2 separate regions of the Sus scrofa genome follow, and region 2 is linked to region 1. A link is a contact called in public HiChIP or PLAC-seq data. All regions are on one chromosome and are shown on one strand. Each heading gives the region's core, a stretch centred on a gene start, on an enhancer-like site or on the middle of the called end of the contact. The rest is flanking DNA. Distances are from core to core; before and after follow the strand shown.

The links. HiChIP or PLAC-seq counts read pairs in DNA pulled down with a chosen protein or histone mark.
Region 2: an H3K27ac HiChIP or PLAC-seq map of alveolar macrophages shows a contact between it and region 1. The contact joins two enhancer-like sites. A contact is called at or near these places in 13 of 47 Hi-C or Micro-C datasets (alveolar macrophages, blood, embryonic fibroblasts and 7 more) and 1 of 2 datasets of contacts at active chromatin or transcription factors (alveolar macrophages).

The regions. Positions count from the first base shown.
Region 1 is chr14:129,543,252-129,547,582 of Sscrofa11.1, reverse strand. No RefSeq gene overlaps it. Among named protein-coding and RNA genes, the nearest start is that of INPP5F, 32 kb to the left of the region's middle. Within about 2 kb of position 1,717, at least 4 of the 83 cell types and tissues checked have an H3K27ac peak or open chromatin away from gene starts, as enhancers often do. A contact at or near this core is called in alveolar macrophages, where this site is marked.
Region 2 is chr14:129,689,407-129,693,737 of Sscrofa11.1, reverse strand. It overlaps MCMBP (minichromosome maintenance complex binding protein), which reads left to right. Exons shown (of 16, transcript NM_001243591.1): 8 at 537-637. Among named protein-coding and RNA genes, the nearest start is that of MCMBP, 51 kb to the left of the region's middle. Within about 2 kb of position 2,472, at least 1 of the 83 cell types and tissues checked has an H3K27ac peak or open chromatin away from gene starts, as enhancers often do. A contact at or near this core is called in alveolar macrophages, where this site is marked.

The DNA.
Region 1 (4,331 bases), core at 468-2,967:
CTGGGCAGTGACTTAGCAAGTCTGTGCCCCAAGCTACTGAAGGCCTGATAGGATGGCATGCGGATTAAGACAGAACACAGAGTCTTCATGGGCTCCTCTCTTACCAAGAGGCATGATCACAGGGACGCTGAGAAGAGACCCACCTTGGCCTGGGAGCAGATGCAGGCAGTAAATTACTTCTAAAATCAGAGTACATACACACACACACACAGACATATATGTCACCCACTCATGTATAATCTGTATATACATACATATGTGCACATATATAATATGTGTACCTGCACACACACACATATACATATATCTACAAGCGTATTTGAAAACAAGAGACAAAAAGATGAGTTATCTATATCCTGGTTAGTTTCTCATTTGAATGAGTTATCTACATTGCTACTAATGTTGACATCACTACAGAAATCCATTGGGATGCATGGTGAAATGCAGGCCCAAGTCTTTTTTTTTTTTTTTTGGGTCTCCCTGAGTTCCCTGGGCCAGGGATCAGATCTGAGCTGCAATTTTGACCCATGCCACAGCTGCAGCAATAACTGTGGAAACACCAGATCCTTAACCCCCTATGCTGGGCTGAGGATCAAACCTGCATCCCAGGACTCCAGAGATGCTGCAGACCCTGTCACACCGCAACTGCAGCCCAAGCCTTTAGAAACCAAGTCTCCTATCCCTGCTGCAGGCCCATGGCTATCTGTCTCACTCACTGCTTGCTGCCATCACCATCCACTTGCAGAATCCTCACAGCAAAAGGCAATAATAGATGGGGAGAGAAATTGTGTTACAGACCTAAGTGACCCTTCTGGACAAGCCCAAGGATTAGCATTTGTGGGTCAAAAAGAAAAATGAATACAAGTCAAGAATGTATTGGTTCAGACACAGTTGCAAGTGAAACACAACACAAAACAAATAAGAAAATGAATTGGTTTACATACTGCAAAGTCCAGGAGTTGATATCCATCAGGCATGGTTGGATCCAGGAGTTCAAACCCTGTTATCAGAAGTTGGTCTTTCACCACCTCTCAGCTTTGTTTTCCTCTAGTTGACGTTGTTTGGGAGTAGGTTCTAGCTGCATGATAACCCCTGGAAGCTCCAGGTTCTGAGGCTCTGGTCAACCAAGCCTGAGAAACGGCATAAGAAAGGGAGGAGTTTGGTCCATTTGAGCCACATGGCCTGAGGTGGAGGATCCGAATTTTCCCAAAGTAAAACTGAGGGTCTTCTGTCAGCAGAAGAGGAAATAATGAGCAGATAACAATTTCAGGTGCCATACTGGTGATCACATTTTTTTCTGAGATCTCCCTTATCTGTGGGGAAGTCACTCAACCTCTCTGTCTCTGGACACTGATATGCATATCTGAAAATGAGAAGGCTGTACCCCCAAATCTCTAACGTCCTTTCCTAGACCAGCAGGGAGTCTTAACTGTTCTTGATAGGAGGGTTGACCTGCCAATCCACCACTATGGAACCTCCCCTTTCCACAGAGGGAAGAAGTTGCTTCTCACTTGAATGTTTCAAATGCAGGCTTTAGGCTTTACCACGATGTTGAGTTTCTTCTCTGCCCAGACCTTGCCCATTTTGCCTGAAGAGGGGCAGCTCTAGTCCCAATAGGAGGAATGATGGTGAATGCTCTGACTTCCCATAATTACTGCCACCAGTAAGAGCTATGGGAGAGGGGGAGCTGCCGGAGTGGGGTTTCTTACTAGGTTTCTAAGAAATAAGCATGACTCATCATTCATTTTTCCATTTTCATACGAGGATAAAATAGCCCTGTCTCACATGATGAAATTTTATTTTGACCCTGCTCCTTATAAAAGAATTAAAATATTAAGAACATTTGGCTTTCCCCCCCAAAGTCAAGACTGCATTGATAGGAAACCAACCAAGAGACGTGTGGGTCACATCATACCATCGTCTCAAGTGGGTGTGGTCAGTTCCCTTTACTGGAATAGAATTCTCATCAGATCGTGAATTAGATTATTTCTGATTCACAAATCTCCCCAATTTGAGAAAGTGATGGTCTTATTTATTCACGGAGTGAAAGCATGAATGAATGATGACTGTTTTAATCTTGAGGCCAGTACCACATCCTGGACTCACTTTTTTTCACTTGGTTTTCAAATAAGGTCTTGGTCTTTGTTAGTGTATCACGTGTATTAGAAGAAATAAAAAGTAATGAAAGAGGTAATTCATTCTGAAATGGAACCCCCAGTCACAAGAATGACTTCCTGAGAACACGGGAAAGGATTTCTTCCGACTGGGGTAAAAATGGAAGGCGCAGTCATGAGTCGCCCCCTACCGCACAACGAGGTGAAATCACTCACTCCAGGGTTTAATTATTTGAGTGCTTCATTAGGAACCATGGAAGCAGAATGGCATGAGTCCAAGGGGAAGTGGCTTGCTAAAATGCACAATGAGTTACTGGGGATGCTGGAATGAAAAGCTACGATCTCAGGACTCCAGGGTCTGATTTAACTAAGCCAACATCCATCCAGGCCAGAAGCTGCCTGGCTTAACCTGTGTTCATAAATTAACTGCCCCCTCAACCCCTGCCAGAGATTTCACTGTCAAACAGCTTTTGGTAAAGCCTGAGCTCTGAAGAAATATTTTGAGTTTCACATTCCAATGTATCACAAATAAAATCACATATATAATAAAATAAACCATCTCAGCTGTACATTTTGTACTAATTAATGTTATTCTTGAGACCCCCCCCCTCCTTTCTTCTTTTTCCTCCCTCCTTCTCATCATCATTTTTTTTTTTTTTTGGCCACACCTGCAGCCTGTGGAAGTTCCCGGGCCAGGGATCAAACCCGCCCCACAGTATCAGCCCAAGCTGCTGCAGTGACAATGCCAGATCCTTAACCTGAGCCACAAGTGAACTCCTCTTCCTTGTCATTTTACGAAACTTTTTTTTTTTTTTTTGCTTTTTAGGGCTGCACCCCCTGCACGTGGAAGTTCCCAGGCTAGGGGTCGAATGGGAGCTACAGCTTCTGGCCTACATTACTGCCATAGCAACATGGGATCTGAGCTGCATCTGCGACTTACACCACAGCTCAGGGCAACGGCGGATCCTTTAACCCACTGAGTGAGGCCAGAGATCAAACCTGAATCCTCATGGATACTGGTCAGGTTGGTTTCTACTGCGCCACAATGGGAACTCCCCATTTTAAGAAACATAATCCTTAAGACTGTTCATGAAATGATTATGAAATGCCATTTTATTTTTAAACTATATGTTATAAAATTTTGATCATTAGGGTGAAATATAATCAAAAATAAAAGTTACTGTATTTTTAGTATTTCTAAATTACTGTATTTTTAGTATTTCTACTGTATATTTAGTATTTTAAATCCTGAGGATTTAAAAATATATGGAGATAATGTTTTGTTTGGTTGGCTTTGGTGTTTTTTTGGCTGCACTCACAGCATGTGGAAGTTCCCAGGCCAGGGATCAAACCTGCACCACAGCAGCAACCTGAGGCACAGCAGTGACAATACTGGATCCTTAACCCGCTGAGCCAGCAGGGAACTCTGTCATTGGGAATAATGATCATTTTGTCTCTTTTTGTCTGAAAGAACTTTGTGACCCAATAATTCATCAAAATTATCTTTAAACATATTTTAATATAACTGGACACTTAGGAAGAAATTTATAAATTATGCCATAATTATAACTATGTCAGAGAGTGGACCGAGTCATCTTAGAACTTTCATTATTCAGGCAAGAGTCTTCATGTAGGCTCTTTTAGTTATGAAAATTTGGGGCAAGTAGGCTCTCGTTTGCCATGAGTAGAAGGTGACATAAAGCTTTTTCAAAGGATTTCTTCCTTAATGCCTCTCAATAAGCAAATCCAGTTGCCAAGGAGAAAGAATATAAACTTGCTAATAGTTAAGAGGCCCCTTGGGGCAAAGTCTCCAGATCCCAGCCCTTTCTCTCTGAAGGTTCAAAGACGGGAAAACCTGTTGGGATAGAAAAAAGGTCGCTGACAGAAAAGAATACCAAAGTCCGGGGGGAACTCTGAGCGAGATCTGAACCAGAGAGCAGGGGGTGGGGGTGGGGGAGGGGAGATGGGTGGGAGGTGGCAAGGGGATTAGGAAGAGTTCATGGGAGGACATACCTGGCGGCCCACAGATAGAGGTCCACAGGTAAGAACTGGTTGATGGTTTTCAGCCGCATTCTCTTAAAGTGTGCTAAGACACTTGTTCAGGTGAAGGTGTTCAGAAGAGTCTTGTTAATGGTGAGAAACACCTCTTCTGCATCACACCTGGGAAGGAAGGTGAATGGCCAACGTGCAGCCCCAGGGAGGGCTTCTCAGGTTCCC
Region 2 (4,331 bases), core at 1,223-3,722, 150 kb before region 1:
TTGGCCTTTTTTAGGGTGCTCCCTTGATATATGGAGGTTCTCAGGCTAGGGGTCTAATCAGAGCTGTAGCCACAGCAACAGCAACGCAGGATCCGAGCCGTGTCTGTGACCTACACCACAGCTCACAGCAACGCCAGATCCTTAACCCACTGAGCAAGGCCAGGGATCGAACCCGCGCAACCTCATGATTCCTAGTCAGATTTGTTAACCACTGCACTGCGATGGGAACTCCATATTTCTAGTTTTAATTGACCATCGTCCTTTGGAGAAAACTTTCTCTGAAGTAGTGGGAAAACAGACATTGCCCAGGAGTTAGGAGTCCTGTGTTTTAGTTGTTCACTTTTTACTAACTACCAGAATAACTTGAGGCAAGTACTCTTGGTCTCAATTTATCTGATGAAGGAGTTGCTTAAAAGTTCATTTTCTGATTTAAAACGCTAAGATGATATTATTGTTACTGTAATGTCAAGACTCATGTCATCTGCCTTTTTGGTGTTATTTAGTCCTAACAGTGATTTTGTGTGGTCTCCTGTTAGGTCTATGAAGACTGGGATTGTTTTAAAGTGAATGATGTTCTTGAATTGTATGGCATACTGTCTGTGGATCCTGTGCTCAGCGTACTGAATAATGATGAAAGGTACGTTTGCTCTTTTTTAGTAACCTTTAATTTTGATACAGTTTTAAATTTTGAGAAAAGTTGCAGTATAGTTATAAAGAATTCCCTTTTCCTCTTCATCCAAACTTACAAGTTGTTAATACTATGCTCCATTTGTTTTGTCATTGATTTGTGCTTACACACATGCATTTTTATACATAGGTACATTTTTTGAGAGTAAGTTGCGGAAGTCATACTTGCATCCATATTTCCTACAACGACTTTCTCATATATAATCAGAGTATTGCTGCAAAAATTGGACATTTGCCAAGAATACACTAACCACAAAACATTTAATTTTACTAATTATCTTGTTCTTTCTGACAGTCTTTTTGGTCTAGGCTCCATAGGATCACTGGTTGTATTAACCTGGAACTGTCTTTTTTTGGCCTTTATGGCCTTGACACTTTTTTAACTCATTTTTCTTTTTGGCATATGGAGTTCCCTAGCCAGGGGTCATATTCACACTGCAGTTGTGACCTACACTGCAGCTGCAGCAATCCTTTTTAACCCGCTGTGCTGGGCCAAGGATTGAACCTGTGTCCTGGTGCTGCTGTGGCACAGTGGGAACTCCGACACTTTTTTTTTTTTTTAATTTACACAACAAAAATTCATTGTGAGGATTCACAGTTCTGTAGTCTGAGAAGTTCAAGATTAAGGCCCAGCAGACCCAGCAGGTAGTGAGGGCCAGTTTGCAGGTGGCTGTCTTACTGTGTCCTCAGGTGGCAGAACAGGGCCTTGACACTTTGAAGACTGCAAGCCAGTTATTTTGTAGACTGTCTCTCAGTTTGGGTTTGTCTGATGTTTCCTTTTGATTAGATTCCAGTTTTGCGTTTGGGGCAGGAAACCACAAGGTGCGGTGTCCTCAGCATATTCCATCAGAGGGCGCAGTACCCCATTACTGCTGAAGTCGGTTTTGATCCCTTGGTTAAGGTGGTGTTTGCCAGGTTTCGCTCCCATAAAGTTACTATTTTTTACTTTGTAGTTAACAAGTAATTTAGAGGGAAATGCTTTGAGACCACATAATTTCCAGTTTCTTATTTAACTTTCACCCACTTATTTTAGCATGTTGATGATTCTTGCTTGAATCAAGTGTTATGATGGTGATTTTCTATCCCAGTCACTCCTCCTACATTTATTCTTTGGCATTCTACTGTAAGGTTTCTCCTCTCTCCCGAGTAATTTGTTCAAGTAATTTGTTTATATCAGTGTGGTTGTTAACCTGTTATTTCTAATGAGATCATATTTTCCCATATTTGGCTTGTGGGAGCCACTTTAAGCAGGCTCTGGATCCTTTTTGATATGACCTTATCGTCGGGGGCGGCGGGGTTGGGGGGGCCGCGCATGCCCAGGGCATGAGAAAGTTCCTGGGCCAGGGATTGAAGCTGCACCTCAGCACTGACCCAAGCTGCTGTGGTGACAGCACTAGATCCTTAACCCACTATGCACAGGAGAACTCTGACCTTATTATTTTTAAACATGTATTTTTGGACACCCTAAGCTATTTCAGCCTCATCTTGTACTTCTCATCCGTCAGTCTCAAAGGAGCACTGGTTTCTTTAGTGAGGAATTATATTTAAAAATCAAGATCTAGAGTTCCTGTTGTGGCTTAGTGAGTTAAGAGCCCCACATGGTATCTGTGAGGATGTGGGTTTGATCCCTGCCCTGGCTCAGTGGGTTAAGGACCTGCGTTGTTGCAAGCTGCAGTGTAGGTTGCAGATGTGGCTCAGATCCAGTGTTGCTGTGGCTGTGGTGTAGGCTTCAGCTGTATCTCTGATTCAGCCCCTAGCCTGGGAACTTCCATATTCCACAGGCGTGGCCCTTTAAAAAAAAAAAGAAGAAGGAAAAATCAAGATCCGAATGTCACCGTGGTTATTGGTACTGTGCTGGCATCACTTCCCTGCTGTTTTAACTGGCAGATCTCAGAAATAAGTATATACATAATTACACACACGCATACACATTTGTATACACGCATGTATCTATAGGTCTTTGTGTTATTTCCAAGTCTATATATCAAAAACCATGAGTACACACGGCCTTTCTGGTTCCACATTAGTTCAGCTCCACAACTAGGTGTCGTTCTAGTTTTCCTCCTTTCCATACTTGTAATTCCCTGTTCTGACAGAAGGAAACTTCCAGAATGCACAGTATGTTCATTTGCTCAGTTCTACACACAGTAGGTTCCCTTTACCTTGGTCTTGCTTTCTATGGTTACAGTTACCTGTAGTCAAACTCAGTCTGAAATATTAAGGGGAAGTTCCAAAAATAAATTATTCATAAGCTTTAAATTGCATGCCATTGTTAATAGTATGATGAAATCTCGCACCGTCCCCATCCGTTCCACCCAGCACGTGAATCGGCCTTTTGTACCCTATCCCACCCATTAGCCACTTAGTAGCCACCTGGGCTAGCAGATTGTCACCGTGTCATAGGGCTTATGTTCCAAGAAACTCTTATGTTACTTAATAATGGCTCCAAAGTGTAAGAGTACTAGCAATTTGGATATGCCAACGAAATGTCATTAAGTGCTATTTTTAAGTGAAAAGGTGAAAGTTCTCAGCTAATTAATAAGAAAATAATTATCTGCTGGAGTCACTAACATCTACCCTAAAAACAACAGAAGGTTCTGTGAAATTATCAAGAAGGAAAAAGAAATTTGTGCTAGTTTTGCTTTTGCATCTCAACCTGCCAAAGTTTACAGCCATAGTTGTGATAAGTGCTTAATTAAGAGGGAAAAGTCATTAAATTTGTACAGTAAGGTATTTTGAGACCATATTCACATAACTTTAATTCCAGTGTATCATTATAATTGTCCTTTTTTTTTTTTTTTTTTTTTTGTCTTTTTGCTATTTCTTGGGCTGCCCCTGTGGCATATGGAGGTTCCCAGGCTAGGGGTCTAATCGGAGCCGTAGCCACCGGCCTACGCCAGAGCCACAGCAACGCAGGATCCGAGCCGCGTCTGCAACCTACACCACAGCTCACGGCAATGCTGGATCGTTAACCCACTGAGCAAGGGCAGGAACCGAACCCGCAACCTCATGGTTCCCAGTTGGATTCGTTAACTGCTGCGCCACGACGGGAACTCCAAATGTCCTATTTTTATTATTAGTTATTGTGGCTAATCTCTTACTGTGCCCAATTTATGAATTAAAACTCTTATCATAGGTATGTGTGTATGGGAAAAGACAGAGTATATGTGGGGTTCAGTTCTATCCACAGTTTCAGACATCAAACACTATGGGTCTTAGAACATATTCCCTGCAGATAAGCGGGGGACAGCCGTTCCAGAGAAGATGTTTGCAGAATTGGTAGTGCATACCACTGCAAAAAACAAGCCTAATAACTTGAGTTCAGTTTTTGTTTTGTTTTTGTCTTTTGTAAGGCCGAACCCATGGCATATGGAGGTTCCCAGGCGAGGTGTCCAATCGGAGCTTTAGCTGCCGGCCTATGCCACAGTCACAGCAACTCGGGATCTGACCCTCATCTGCGACCTACACCACAGCTCACGGCAACGCTGGATCCTTAACCACTGAGTGAGGCCAGGGATCAAACCCTCAACCTCACGGTCCCTATGGTCCCTAGTCGGATTTGTTAACCACCGAGCCATGGTGGTTCCCATCAGTTTTTGATTCAGGCTCTTTTTAGTTTTGAGTGAGAGTGTGTAGTCAGGGTG